4 separate regions of the Mus musculus genome follow, and all the other regions are linked to region 1. The links are chromatin contacts, called in public promoter capture Hi-C maps. All regions are on one chromosome and are shown on one strand. The core of a region is the stretch at or near the end of the contact, and the rest is flanking DNA. Distances in the headings are between cores, read along the strand shown. Region 1 holds the start of Idh2 (isocitrate dehydrogenase 2 (NADP+), mitochondrial). Region 2 holds the start of Slc28a1 (solute carrier family 28 (sodium-coupled nucleoside transporter), member 1). Region 3 holds the start of Abhd2 (abhydrolase domain containing 2). Region 4 has its middle 28 kb from the start of Zscan2.

Evidence for each region. Promoter capture Hi-C pulls out the DNA fragments that hold promoters and counts their contacts.
Region 2: a contact with region 1 is called in a promoter capture Hi-C map of liver, with 4 times the contacts expected there. The contact joins the promoter of Slc28a1 here to the promoter of Idh2 in region 1. A contact is called at or near these places in 2 of 39 promoter capture datasets (both in liver) and 1 of 9 other capture datasets (liver).
Region 3: a promoter capture Hi-C map of liver shows a contact between it and region 1, with 3 times the contacts expected there. The contact joins the promoter of Abhd2 here to the promoter of Idh2 in region 1. A contact is called at or near these places in 2 of 39 promoter capture datasets (fetal liver and liver), 2 of 115 datasets of contacts at active chromatin or transcription factors (memory CD8 T cells and pancreatic cancer cells) and 1 of 9 other capture datasets (pancreatic islet).
Region 4: a contact with region 1 is called in a promoter capture Hi-C map of pre-B cells, with 4 times the contacts expected there. The contact joins the enhancer-like site here to the promoter of Idh2 in region 1. A contact is called at or near these places in 2 of 39 promoter capture datasets (liver and pre-B cells), 3 of 115 datasets of contacts at active chromatin or transcription factors (embryonic stem cells, memory CD8 T cells and pancreatic cancer cells) and 1 of 9 other capture datasets (adipose tissue).

What each region holds. Positions count from the first base shown.
Region 1 is chr7:80,113,321-80,116,940 of GRCm38.p6, reverse strand. It overlaps Idh2 (isocitrate dehydrogenase 2 (NADP+), mitochondrial), which reads left to right and starts at 1,591. Exons shown (of 11, transcript NM_173011.2): 1 at 1,591-1,779. The coding sequence starts at 1,665.
Region 2 is chr7:81,113,212-81,116,831 of GRCm38.p6, reverse strand. Slc28a1 (solute carrier family 28 (sodium-coupled nucleoside transporter), member 1) reads right to left here and starts at 2,033. Exons shown (of 18, transcript NM_001004184.3): 1 at 1,955-2,033; 2 at 1,198-1,309; 3 at 259-347. The coding sequence starts at 1,293.
Region 3 is chr7:79,271,608-79,275,227 of GRCm38.p6, reverse strand. Abhd2 (abhydrolase domain containing 2) reads right to left here and starts at 1,962. Exons shown (of 11, transcript NM_018811.6): 1 at 1,889-1,962. It overlaps Gm31510 (predicted gene, 31510), which reads left to right and starts at 2,199. Exons shown (of 2, transcript NR_169073.1): 1 at 2,199-2,261; 2 at 3,371-3,536.
Region 4 is chr7:80,831,549-80,835,168 of GRCm38.p6, reverse strand. No RefSeq gene overlaps it. Among named protein-coding and RNA genes, the nearest start is that of Zscan2, 28 kb to the left of the region's middle. Within about 2 kb of position 1,993, at least 161 of the 459 cell types and tissues checked have an H3K27ac peak or open chromatin away from gene starts, as enhancers often do. A contact at or near this core is called in memory CD8 T cells, pancreatic cancer cells and pre-B cells, where this site is marked.

The sequences.
Region 1 (3,620 bases), core at 342-2,841:
TCTAACTGATGCTGCACTTAGAAGGTTTGCCTGGGATGGTTCTAGAAACATGAAGACTTCTGCCTTGGTCCGCCCGCAGACACTGAGGCTGGGTAGTGACTTGGCAGAACTCTGAGACGGAGTCTGCTATGTAGAAGCCCCTTGTGCTTCAGCAGCAATCACAGAGGCAGTGCAGGTAGCTGACCTTCATCCATACTCTAACTGGTCTAGAAAGATGCATAGGAAGTCTGTTCTCCGACCTTGCACGTGTGGATCCTGGAGTCCAGGGGTCTGGTATTTCCAGGATGGCATGAAAGCCCAAGTCAACAACCTCTGTGGTCTTTACCGGTGTTTACACAAGAGAACTGGGAATCTCGTAGAAGGGCTCTCAGACTGTTCTGGAACATGCTGCCCCAGGCCAGACTTTCCTATTCCTTTCCTCAGTCCCTGGAGGGACCCAGATGTCTCTCCTTTGCATATACTCTCTGTACTGGATCCCAGAACCAAATCTGTGACTCGGATGGATTGAGACTCCAGGAGGGAAGCTTTGATGTTGGCAGTTCAAGGCCACTTTCCTGGCATAGCTCCACCTGACAACACTGTGAAGCTGGGTTGGGAAGCTGGGAGCACAGGGCAGAAAGGTTGCTCTCATCTGGAGTGAGTTGGTGTGACTGGGAGAGCTGGGGTGGATTTGTGATATTTGATACACAAAACCCAGACTTCAGTGACCCCTACTTCAAGAAAATGAACAGTGATGGATTTAGCTTGTATGTTTCTGTTTGTTTCCCCACGCAAACAGGTAAACTAGGAGCTGTTGGGCTGGGTTGTGGATGGACCTTTGCCTAGGATATAGGAGACATGGGCTTTCCTTCAGGGCTACATAACTACTAGCATAGAATATAATTAACTTGGGCAGTGGTTGTACTATTGAAGGATGAACATACCTCAAACCTTTACACACAAATGTCACAGAAGTCTCCTGGCAGGCACTCTTATGTCCAGAAGAGACAGAGTCGGCCATGATGAAGGACTTTGGGGCTAGGAGTTTGGCCTAGTCAGGAGCAGAAGGAGGATTTCCAGCCGCCCCCCCCCCCGCCCCGCCCCGCAGCGTCTCATATAGCCCAGGCTGGTCTAGAACTTGGTATGTAGCCTAACTTCTCATCCTCTTGCCTCCACCGTACTTGGCATTTCAACTCTCGATCCTGGTTAGTCCACCCAACTGGACGCTACCTGGGGGAGACCCAAGTTGCCATGGTCTAGGTTCAAGACGGCAAAGCTTGTCATTGTCTTGATGAAAGCGCCTCAGGTCCGTCGGTCAGCTAAACGCAAAGGACGCAGGGGACTAAGGCGACGTGTCTGCAGCTGACATTCTAACGGAAGCGGGGAGTCTTGCAGCCGTGAGCCCCCGCGGCCCGATGGGTCTCCCCGGTACCTGATGCTTTGAGGATATATGGAGGCTCCCAGAAAGCGCGGGCTCAGCACTGGGGCCGCCTGAGCTCTGGAACAGGCCCAAGGGTGTCGAGCAGGCTCCTGCCCTGGCGTGGACCCGCCTTCTCCCGGGTGAGACCCAATGGGGCGGCAGGTTCTGCAGCTCCGCCCCGGTTGGGTCCCAGCCACCAGGGCCAGCCTAGAGTCCCCACCGCACAGCCCGGTGCAGCGGCGTGCTCGGACCTCGCGTGCTCGGGATGGCCGGCTACCTGCGGGCTGTGAGCTCGCTCTGCAGAGCCTCGGGCTCAGCGCGGACCTGGGCACCGGCAGCACTGACTGTCCCCAGCTGGCCGGAGCAGCCGCGGCGCCACTGTGAGTGTCGCACCGGGGGGCGGGCTCGCGTGCAGCGCTGCGACGTGGCGACGTCCCGGGAGGGGGACCCTGGAGTGCCACTCGCGACACGCCGGCGGTCGGGGAACAGCGGCGTGCGGGTTACAAAGGGCCGGGAGGTGGCCTTACACCGAGCTCCCGCGCCCCGCGCGCCTGGGCCGCTGCAGGCGCAGGGGTGGGGACCCAGGGGATAGTGGCAGCTGGTGGCCTGGGGCGGGATTGCTGGGTCCTATCAGGGCTGGGGTTCTCCAGGTATTCCGGGGGAGCATTTCCAGAGGTACCTGGACCCAGGGTGGGGTATCATGACTGCCTTGGGCCTTTGGAGGGGACAAGCGACCAAGAGGGGCTGGAGCGGCCTGCTGCAGCCCTAGGCAGAGGAGGGTCACCTCGCGCTCCCGGCTCAGACAAAGGCGAGGAGGAGAGGCCTCCACTTCCCCTTCTCTCCAATCCCTGCGTACTCTGGTCCCTCCTCTCCAACAGGCCCACGTCAGCTATTTTTGGAACCTTTACTCGACAGCTGGAGGAATGTCCTTCCATTTTTCCCGCTTTTGTTTCTCTGCCACTCCCCCACCCTTCGCTGCGCAGGACGCTCAGTCTGGGCCCTCTCCTGGCCCCTTGCTGGGCCAACCACGAGCTGCTGCATGTGAGTGGGTCCTGCCTGGCATACAAGCTGTGGAGACCTGGCACTGCACGCATATTGTCATTTTTCTGCAGTCAGTCGTTCCCATGAGATCTCTGCGTTGCCTTCAGCTTACTTCTTAGACGTGAAGGCGCAACTCCGGACAAAATAATCAGGGTTTTAGAGTCTCCATTACTAACAGATTGCCCAACCTGGCATGTGGGCATCTTTCATACCCTTGCTACTCAGCGCCTTGCTACAAAAGGCACGGAACAATGTAGAGCACTTGGTGGCCTCTTTTGATGCCTGTTGCCACGGAAATTCTATCCTGACCTGGCTCAAAACCCCTTGGGGTTAGCCAGAGGAATGAGGAAGAGGGGGTGGGTTTGGCTATGGGGTTTGTTCTGGCTAGAGTGGTAATCGTTAACTCACCGTGGGAGCAGCTGACCGAAGCTGGGGGCCAGGAGGAGGGAGAGGGCGGGGCCCTTGACACTCCCCTTTGCCAAGGAGAAAGGGACATACATGTTTTTGTGTTCTTGGGATCTGCCTCTAACCTCTGAAGCCCCATCAAGTGCCTCAGGCCTTCAAGACCCACATATGGCAGCTTTGCAGCAAAATATGGTAGAAGTTAAAGGCACTCAGTGGTTTTCCTCTTTTTCATCTTTTCTCTCTTTTGAGGAGTCTGGTAAAATGGTAATACCAAAACTAACTAACTAACTAACTAACTAACTAACTAACTAACTAACAAAACTACCTTAAGAAACTGCACTAACAAGAAAATAAGGCTACTTTGGGATCCTGAATTTGGATACTCATTTTGTTTATTTATTTTGGTTTTTTGAGGCCAGGGTCTCCATTTTGTCCTGGCTGTCCTGGAACTCGCTGTGCAGACCAGACTGGTCCAAGCTCCGAGATCCACTTGTTTCTGCCTCCCAAGTGCTCGGATTAAAGGCATGAGCCACACACCCCCACCCCTAATCTGGATACACATTTTAAAAAGCAGCCAGTGGAAGGTCCTTTCTGAAGGTCTCCAAGTGGGGAGGTGATTAAAACCAAACCAACCAACCAACCAACAACATCCAATGTCTTTGCTGTCCCTTGGTTCCCACTTGCAACTTCCAGCAGCCGCTTGCTGGCCCCTCTAGGACCTTGGGAAGAGATTCGGCCTCTCCAGAGGACAGAGCATTTACTTAGACTCCCTTTA
Region 2 (3,620 bases), core at 784-3,283, 1.0 Mb before region 1:
TCCCTTCACCTCTGTGTAAAGTGGGGAGTCTGGCCTGGTCCAGGAGTGCTACAAACTGAGCCCCGGAGTTCACAAAGCAGCTCAACAACTGAATGGGGTAGTAGGCAAATGAGGGAGGTTGCAGGGAGGCCTGAGAAGCCCTGTGTCTGTGTTGGGTTACATCCTGGCTGGGTACCAGCACCTGGCCTGGCTCAACCCTTGACTTCCCTTGGCCAGGCTTCCATCAGCTTTCCCCATGCCCTCACAGACATCACCTACCATCGGGAGAAGGGTTTCCACACTGCTTTGCTCCTGCTGCCTCCACCCTCTGGCAGGCTTGAGTGCCTGTGTGGGAGCTGGCCTTCCTCCTAAAGCCGACAGGGAGCAGTCAGGGTCAGCCTTCCCACCAAGGGACAACTATGGCTGAAGAGCACGGAGATAAGGAAGACCCTGGCAGCCCCATGCACACACAAGCACCTCATGAGAAGACTGAGATAGAGACTGGACTGCTGCATGGGAAATGGGGTGCCTCTTAATTAAATTCTTCAATGCATGCATTGAGCATCTACTATGTACAGACATATCCTGCCTCAGCATTTCACTCTGGCTTCCTGGAGACCCGAAGGAAACCCTTAAGGAAGATCCCAGGCAGGCCCGCCCCACTGCATGACTCCAGGGCACTTCTTACTGCACTGTCCAAGTAGGGGGCTAGGGGGCACTTGGTAAAGAAGAGGGAGCCTTGTTAGGGAAGGGAGGGAGGGCAGAAGGTATCATGTCAAGCTTTTCAGTCCTCTGCTTGGCCTTTGGGGAGCCAAGACAAGATGGCAAGTTCTTTAAATGCCAAGGACACCCCACCCCATCATCTGCTTCCCCTCTCATCTTGTAGACCAGATGTTCTTCCCTCCTGGGACCTTTGCTGACAGCACACAGTGGGTACATCACACAGTGGGTACTCAGAACATGTTTAAGGGGTGAAATAAAGGGGGTGCTTTGTGCTGGGGAGGTACTACACAAGCAGAGCTCAGAGCACAGAGTGAAACACACAGTCCCCCAGCCCATAGCTGCCAGTCAAGCTGAGGGGCCCTCCCACTATGAGCTGCTAGTCAAACTGAGCCACCCCACCTAGTGAGATGCCAATCAAGCTGAGCCCCACACCACCCCACACCCCTGTGAGATGCCAGTCAGGCTGAGGAGGTGCTATAGGGGAAGAGGACAGACCATTATTTCCAGGAACTCGGCCCCCATGTTCTCCAGGCCATGGGCCACAGGTGTGAGGGAAATGGACTCTCGTTGCCTCGGTGTGTCGTCTGCCATGTGCTAGGCTCTTCAGCTGAAAGACAAAGATGTCACAGAGGGTCCACAGCCGAAAGGAGGGCCAGGAGAGAGAAAAGGAACCAGAGAGGGAGGGCGAGGGGGAGGGGAAAGGGAGAGGGAGAGAGAAGGGGAGAGTGGGAGAGACACCCTTTCTGCCCTCTCTCCTGATCCTGGGAGATGCAAGTCCTTGTAAGCTCCAACAGTGAACTGTCCCTTAGTCACCAGTCACCAGGAAGGGAAAGAGGGGATGGCGTAGGCACTGGTGTGGGCACGGCTCAGAAAAGAGCCCTTAGTTATCTTTACTTCCTACAACCGGTGAAAATCATTGGCAGGGGAGGAAGTGCTCATTTCATCCATCTTGAAGCCAGCGCTACCCAGGACTGTTCCACTCAAAACCGAACATTCCTCATTCTCAGTGAAGCTGCTTTTAGATGTTAGCTCACCTGCAAATGAGAGCCCAAACTCCCGTTTCCCCACTGCGGTCCCTCTCTTGCCCACACCTTAGGCCTTCCCTACTCAACAGCAGCTGGCTAAGCAGATCTTCCCCAGACACAGACCCTCAGAGGGCATGTGGAGCATGCAGCCAGGGCTGGGGGATGCCTGCTACCTGGGCACTCGCATTCACTGCTGTACGGAGAGGAGAGGAGCCCACACTACTCACAGATTTGTAGTGAGAAGGCAGCGTCAGGAGGGATTGACTGTTAAGAACTGACTGACTGAAGCACAGGTTGCTGTGGGAGGGCTGGGTCCAACCTGCTTGGGCTTTGGCCTGTTCACTTCTGTGGAAATTCCTGGGCAGAGTCCAAAACTGAAGTAGGTTGGGCTTCCCCAGAGCTCAGGGCCACCGCAGGGGCGGGGACCCCAGCCTGTTTCAGAAAAAGCATGATGGGGTAGCCTGGCTCACTCAAGCCGGGTCCTCTGTGGTCCTGCCCTCTGTCTGCTGCCCTTTCCCAAACCAACCTCTTCCTGGCCTTGCTCCAGGACGCCTCCTTTGGGAAGCCACCTTGGTTACTCTCTCCCTCCTCTTTCTGTCAGCATCCTGGAAATGTGTCTTCGTGTTGTGGCTCAGCCTCCTTTTCTCACAGTATCGGCGACTCGTTTTCCAAAACTAGAAGATATTGAAAGCGCTGTCTTTATCACAAACAGGTGGTGGCTCGGGGCTAAGCATCACACAGTCGCAGAAACAAGCCAAAATCACACCATTTCCTTCTCCCCTTTCTTCCTAGAGTGACACCCGAGTTACACGTGCAAAGTTGGGGGACAACACTTTCATCTACAGTCTTCAAACTAAATTTAAACTTACCTGACAGGATTTAATAATTGATGATGCACACTCTTTAATAATTAATTATCTTTTATGATACAAAAGATGCCTCACACAGAGGCATACACTGGCTGTTTTGGAAAAATGGAAAAGAAGAGGCTGGACATAAGTGGTACCCCCTGTTCTTAGAAACTATCTGTTTCTATTGGGGTTAGGAGAATATCGTCTCATCTAACCCAGCCTGACTTTGAACCTGCTATGTAGCCGAAGTTAGCCCTAAACACCCAATCCTCTGGCCTCCACATGTCCAATACTGGGATTCCAGGTGTGCATCTCCACACCCCTGGTCATGCGGAATGAAGCATGAAGGTGTTATAGAAATATACAGAGCCTAAGAATTTTTCTTATTTCCCCTTAAGTATACACTATTTTGTTATTCATTTTCCAATAGGAAATTGTACTGTTGCAGGGTTTTCACAACTTGCTTATCTGAATATACATATACACACACATACACATGGACACATACCTATATTGTATCTGGAGATACATATACACACACATGGACACATACCTATATTGTATCTGGAGATACATATACACACACATGGATACATACGTATATTGTATCTGGAGATACATATACGCACACATGGACACATACGTATATTGTATCTCGAGATACAATACCCACTGTCAGGTCACTGGTCCCCTTGATCATAAGATAAATGTTTACCTTGAGCAAGACTGGGATGGGGCCAGAGCAGATACTGAAGGAGCCCCCCTCAGCCTCAATGAAGGGAAAGGACCTTATCCGCTTTGATGCCTCTGTTCTCAGTGGCTCCTCTTGTGCGTGCGCGCGCGCACACAAACACACACACACACACACACACACACACACACACACACACACTGCTCTTTCTTCCTCTTGGTGCCCAGAAGCCGGCAGAGGCTCACTGAGAGAGCAAGCTACTTCACAGCCTTCCTTACAGCAGCTTCAGAGGCTCTGGCCTTCTAAACAAGGATGAACCTTGAGCTGGGAGCCCAAAGATCTCGATTCACC
Region 3 (3,620 bases), core at 713-3,212, 840 kb after region 1:
GGATGACTGGTGTCTCAGGGAGGGTATAAGGTGGGAACTAAAATGTGGTGGGATTATGAAGATCATGTTAAAATCTAGACGGTGTTTAAGGGTGAAAAAAAATCCTGGGTGGTGGAGATAATGGAAAGTTACATGGAAAGGCGACCACACGCTATTTAGCAAACCTGTTATGGTGACCATACGCCAGGCACTGTTCTAGTGGTCCCAATAGCGCATATTTCTCTAATCTTTTAACCAAAGTACCAGCATCATTCCTTGCCTTACTGGCCAGGAAACTGATACAGAGAAGTTGGATAACTTGCCCCAAGTCACACAGCTAGGAAGAGGCAGAACGAAGATTTAAACCCAAGCACTTAGATGCCAAAGTCTGAGCTTCTACCCCCTCTGGACTCATCTAGAACTTCAAGAATGAGAACTCTGCCGGAAGTAGAATTCAAATCATGTCCTGCCTAGACCTAGGGTTCAAGGGATGGAACAACTCTTAGTCCTGACCCTGTGATGACCAGCCAGCTGTGACTACCCCAGGCCTTAGGTTTCTTCATCCGTACAATAAGGGGGAAGAGTTAGATGAGCATCAGCCTTTTGGCTTCTAAATATCATGCTGACCGCCAGCAGCGTGGACTGAGCTGCTTTTGGCTGCCTACCCGGACAAAGCTTCATTTATCTTCACCTGGGTAAAGCGGGTTATAATTATTTCTTCTGCTTCCCGACCTTCAGAGGATTATGTCCTTCCTAGTCAAGCAAATGAGGGGAGGCAGTGAGGAGGGGAAATGCATTCTGCTTAGTGTGACTGTAACCCAATGGTCCTTGAAAAGCTCTGGGCACAGATCATGTTGACTCTGCCAATCCTGCAATCTCTCCCAAGCCTGTTCTTGGAACCTGCCTCTGGGCCAGGTAAAACTTGACCAGCTGGAGGTGAGGGCACCACAAAAGAGGAACCAGAAAGTGGAACCCCCAACTGCGCACTTAAGGTGAACCACTTGATTAACTCAGCATTCAATATAATCTATTCCATTTGTACGCAGGCATGCACACATGCATTTGAGAGCTAAGACCTCAAAAAAGATCATTATGGGTGTATTCAACATCCCCTTGGAATCTAGCCAACTCCGGTAAGTCCCATCCTCGATACAGTCAATAAATGTTGTTCAGAGTGCATGGGTGGATGGAGAAGGGCCTCACAGATGGCTCATACAATTCTCCCCTTCCTAAGCATCCCAGACAGGTGGCTATCATCTGGCCTCTGGCTAGGCACTTCCAAGGTCGATGCTCTGGCTGCTCGGCCTGGCAGGCAGCCCGGGGCGCTGCTGGACAGATCTTGTGGGGAAAGCCCACGAAGCACCTAGAACAGTTGCCCCACAAGCTCAATAAAGTGCGCCTCCAAGTAGGTCAAAAATTGCTTCCCTACAACTTGAACCCATCGGTCGTAGGTGAGCCCCGGGATCCCAAAATGCATCGGCCCATCGAAAGGGCTTGTAGTCAGGCCCTTTCAGGTTTCCAGCATCCTGCACTCTCTACCCTGAGTCTGGCCGGCCAGATACCTCCCCCAGGACCAAGACTTCAGCATTGATCAGAGCGAGGGATGGCAGCCAGGAGGCCTCCGTCGGCCTTGTCCCCAACCTCGGTTCCTCGAGCAGGAGAGGACAAAGGACCTTTAGGAAGGCGTATCCCACCAATGGGTTGGGCTGCCCCGTCATCAGACAAGCTGGCCCTCTAGATCCCCGCAGTGCCAGGTGACAGTCCCCCAAACAGTCCCCACGGATCCGGAGCACTCAAGCTGCGGCGCGATGGGCCGAGCCACGCTGGGGACCGGGTAACTCGGGGTTCTGGCCCGACGCATCCAAGGCGCGATCCCTGTTTGGTGGAACTCGCCCAGCCGAGGTCTTACCTTCTCTCATTGACTCCAGCAGTCCAACCCGCCCGGAGTCCGGTTCCCGCAGCTCCGCAGCTGCCGGCTGCGCTCATAGAAATACAGCCGGAACCCCTGGCCAGCGCAGCTCCCGCCGCTACCGGCCCCGCCCAGGCAACTGCCGCCACGCCCCTGACGACCGCCTCTGCTACGCCCCCAAGCAAGGCTCTCCCAGTGTCCATTGGATCACCCAGCCGCCACTCTATTTGTTCATCGCGCTTGTTGCGTCTATATGGTGGCCCATTGGTCAGTAGGACTGCTCCTCAAGGTGGAGGCGGAGATTCTTAGCGGGCAATTCTCCTATAATTGGTTACTTTTGATGTCTTTAGCCAGTGGGCCTAGATGCTATTGGGTAAGGTCCTCCCCGAGGGGCGGGATAAGGGGAGCCGGCTAAAGGATGGGTTATGTTTGATGGTTGATGATACGGAGTAGAGGAGAGGGCCTATTGTGATGGCTTTCTGAGTTCTGGGGCAGAAAGGTCCGGAGTCTTATAGAGATGAACTGGGGAAAGAGATAGCCCAGCCGTGGGGTTCTCAGCACTGGTGTGCCCAGGAAGATGAACCTGTAGCTCAGGACGTAGGTGTTTGAAGTGTGGAGTCCTAACTTAGTAGAGCAGAGGTGGTGAGTCACTAAACCAGAAAGCAAGAGGTGGAGGCGACAAAGAGGTGGAGGCAGCAGCCTTTGACCTCTTTCAGCTAGGGAAGTGGGTGGGAACATGCAGGACTTTATGGACCTGTTACAGTCCCTATGATCTTTCAGCTTTTAACCAGCCCTTGTGGTTGGAGGCCACTTGGAAGAAGTGACCTTTGAAGTCAGACTGCAGTCTTGGCCGTGCCTTTTAGCCTTTTAGAGTTCTCACTGACTATATTTGGTAAGTGCTGGTTGCTGATAGAAGATCAGTACAGTGCGTGGTGTTCCACGGGCGTTTATCAAGACTAGCTATTCATCACTCACCCTCTCCATCCATGCACCTAGACTGGGTTCTACCATTCTGTGAACCTGAGGCTCTGTTCGCAACGGCACGTGCCTGATGGAGAGAATACTGACAACCCGAAAGGGAGCTCCAGTGAGGCAGCCACCGACACACTGCCAAGGCACGCAGTGTGGCTCCAAGAGAAGAGGCAGGAGACAGAAGGAACACATAGCCAGAGGAAGGAATTTAGATTTGAAGCAATGTTAAATTTTCTCTTAATACATTTCCGGACCCCGACAAGGAAAGCATGAGCCAACTCAAGGAGGAGGAGCCAGCACCGGTCTCCTGTTTGTTATTCCAGCAGGAAGCTGAGGCAGGAGGATTGCTTTACTTTGAAGCTACATAATGAGTCCTCCTCTGTCACAATGAGGCCTTGTCACAAACAAACAAAGCAATGTGAGCAAGTAGCAGCCTTTGAAGGCTACTTAGTGCGGATCCAGAAGTCCCTCTAAAATATCCCTCAGACTCCCCCATTTCTCATTTTGAAGGTATGGGACACCCCAGAGTGTGGACGGAAAGACTCTTGGAACTGCATTGAACCCCAGACCTTTCAAAGCACCCATAACTGTGGGACAGTAGAGAGGAGGAGAGGCTCCATTGCTCTTCGGTTTTCCCCCAGTTGTCATGTTACCTCAATAAAGTTTCTCCTCAATATTTATTTATTCCTCTGTAATCTGCTCTCTCTTGACAAAGAGAAGGCCAGGCTTTGGTAGCAAAGGATTTCACTAAGAAACAACC
Region 4 (3,620 bases), core at 744-3,243, 720 kb before region 1:
ACACACACACATAGACACACACAAATAAATATATTTTTTTTTATTTTAAAAAAGGAGAAATTGGGAGGGGATATGAAATTTTCAGAGGGGAAACTAGGAAAGGGGATAACATTTGAAATGTAATAAAAGAAAATATCTAATTTTAAAAAAGGAGAAATTAATTAATTTCCAAGTTATTCACATCGGAAGTGGCTCAAGTTAAAAGGAATTTAAACTAATTGTTCTATTTTTATTAATAGTAAAAATGAAAATAAATTATTGTTTCTAAATTTGTTCACTTTTATATGAATTATCTGAAATCTCTCAATGAATAAAATTAATAAATAATTCTTAAAATTAACTTAAAATTAATGTGTCTATTCAAAGGAATTTAAACTAGAAAATATTCCTAAATTTATGTATATAAATGTGTTTGTGTATATAAACATAAATGGTGTCCTTGGCTAGTTTTATGTCAACTTGGCACAAGCTAGAGTCATCTGAAAGGAAGAAACCTCAATAGAGAAAATACTTCTCAAAGACCAAGATGTTTTCTTCTTCTTCTTCTTTTTTTTTTTTTTTTGGAAAGATGTATTTATTTTATTTATATGAGTACACTGTAGCTGTCAGACACAGCAGAAGAGGACATTGGATCCCATTACAGATGGTTGTGAGCCACCATGTGGTTGCTGGGAATAGAACTCAGGACCTCTGGAAGAGCAGTCAGTGCTCTTAACGGCTGAGCCATCTCTCCAGCCCCCTAAGATGTTTTCTTAATTAGCGATTGAAGCAGGAGAGCCTGTCCATTGTAGGTGGTTTTATCCCTGGGCTGGTAGTCCTGGGTTTTATAAGAAAGCTGGCTGATATTGCTAGGACAAGCCAGTTAACAGCACCCCCCCACACACACACACCCTACGCCCCCCCAACCCTCCAGCCCCCCCAACACCCCCCCCCCCCAACTCCCGCCTCTGCATCAGCTTCTGCCTCCAGGTTCCAGGCCTGCTTAAGTTCCTTCCTATCCTGACTTCCTTTGGTGATGAACAGTAATGTTGAAGTATAAGCTAAATAAACTTTTTCCTTCCCAACTTGCTTTTTGATCATGGTGTTTCATTCAGGTGGTCCCTCCTGTCTCTGCTCTCTGCTTCTCTTTCCAGTACTGGGATTGAAGATGTATGTTTTTTTTTTTTCTTTGTTTGTTTCTTTGTTTGTTTTTTGAGACAGGCTTTTTCTCTATAGATCCCTAGCTATCCTGGAACTCAACTATGTCGACCAGGTAGCCTCCTGTGTGCTGGGATCAAAAGTATGCACCGCCACGCCCATGCGTAGCCACGCCCATGCCACTTTTCCTGCTGAGCCTTTTCTGAGAGCTAGTGGTGTGAACTCGGGTCCCAAAGCTTGTATAGCAAGTACTTTACCCACAGAGCTATCTCTTAGTCTCCCCTCACCCCCAAACTAAGTTTCACTAGCCCAGGTTAGCCTGAACTCCTATGTACTTGAGTATGCGTATGAACTCCTAATCCTCTTGCAAATACCGGAATTACAGATGTATGCCGCTATGCCAAGCTTAGGTGGAAATTTTTAAATGTCCAGTGCTTGATCATAGCCAATCAGGCGGGGCTGGTGAGATGGCTCAGTGGGTAAGAGCACCCGACTGCTCTTCCGAAGGTCTGGAGTTCAAATCCCAGCAACCACATGGTGGCTCACAACCACCCGTAATGAGATCTGATGCCCTCTTCTGGTGCGTCTGAAGACAGCTACAGTGTACTTACATATAATAAATAAATAAATCTTAAAAAAAAAAACTTATAAAAAAAACTTATATAACCAATCAGGCTAACTTAAATAAGAAAGTAATATTTAATAACTCATAAAACAGTGTTTTTGTATTTAGAAAGAAGCAGCTGCATTGAGACAACAGAAACGGATGAACTGGCGCTGCCCTTGGAGCCCTGCACCTGCAGCAGGGAGTCTGGCGCTGGTGGAGAAGCCCCGCCTCCTTCCCGGATCAAGCCGACAGCAAGCCAGGGGCTGTGTGATTGGTGCAAGCTGCTCTTAAAGGAGCACCAGCTGCCTCTCAGCTTCTCTGCTACAAAACCTCAGTGCCCACGAGAGTTGGATCAACAGGTGGCAAGGCGCTCATCCCTTGAAATTAAGATTTTTGTCTGCTTTAAATATATAAATAACATTTGCCACTACACCTTTATTTCTGACTGCTCTTAAACGTTTACTGTGTTCTGCATGTCTTGTTTATAAAATATTGGTTTATAATTTATAATTTATAACGTACATATTGCTCTATAAATTATGGTAATGATACCAGGAATAAAAATTAAGGATTTTTTAAATTCTATATTTTATTTATTTGCATTTCAAATGTTATCCCCTTTCCTGGTTTCCCCTCCACAAACCCCCTATCCCATGCCCCCTTCCCTCTGCTTTTATAAGAATGCTCCCCCACCCACCAACCCAACCCCTCCTCATCGCCCTGGCATTCCCCAACACTGGGTCATCAAGCCTTCACAGGACCAAGGGCATCTCCTTCCATTGATGCCAGATAAGGCCATCCTCTGCTACATATGCAGCTGGAGCCATGTGTACTCCTTGGTTGGTGGCTTAGTCCCTGGGAGCTCTGGGGGATCTGGTTGGTTGATATTGTTGTTCCTCCTATAGGGTTGCAATCCCCCCCCCCTTTTTTTTTAGAAGTTTACAGCATTAACAAAGGTTAAGAATCACTGGCTCTTGAAATTCCGCCCCCACCACCACTTCCTTTCAGCTTGCTTGAGCCCTGGCAAGGCTCCAGCAAGCCCTTCCTGTCAGCCCAACGTGCCAATAACAGCTTCCTCAGCCAATCAAGGTTCTTGCCATTTTCCCATCTTGTTAACCCCTTTCCTGTGCTGACACTGCCTTCGGCTTAAACCTAATCACACGGGAAACTGTTATGCTCTATAATGATATACCAGATAAAGGTCAGAAAGGGTGGTAGTCTCTTTATGGAGTATGTTTTTGGGGTTAAAAAGTTTTATTTTGATATTAGAAGAGCTTCAATTCAAAACTGACTTTTAAGGCTCAAACATAACAGAGATAGATAACCAGTATCCTTGTAAATGATCAAATAATTTAATCTGTTCAGAAATATATAAGAAGCCATGCTAAGAACTGATGCAGTTAATTTCAAGATTAAGCTTTATTTAGTCTTCTGTTTTATATTTTCAAGGTATAGTTTAGAGCAGATAACTAAAAACAGGTAGGTACTAGCCCTCAAACCAGTCAGAGATCTCCTGAATGTGGCATTTAGTATGTTTAAACTTACCACGACAGACAGAGACTCCCAAATCCTAACAGTGACCCTCCAAGGTATCCAAGAAAATATGGGCACAACCACAAAGGACATAACTACTGGACATAACTGCCCCAGCGCCTCGCCCACTGCCAGAGCCCGGCCTGAGCTGTGGACAGAGGACAACCAGACAACTGATTGCCACACTTTGCTTAAGATGAGATGAGGACAGTCTCTCCCAAGTTCCTCATCCACAGAAAAGGCCTCTTCATCTTCTGGGCCTGATGGCCAAAGACTGCCATTGTCCTTGATGCAATGGAGACCACAGGAACTTGGGACAAATGGCCAGGTCATGAAATATGGA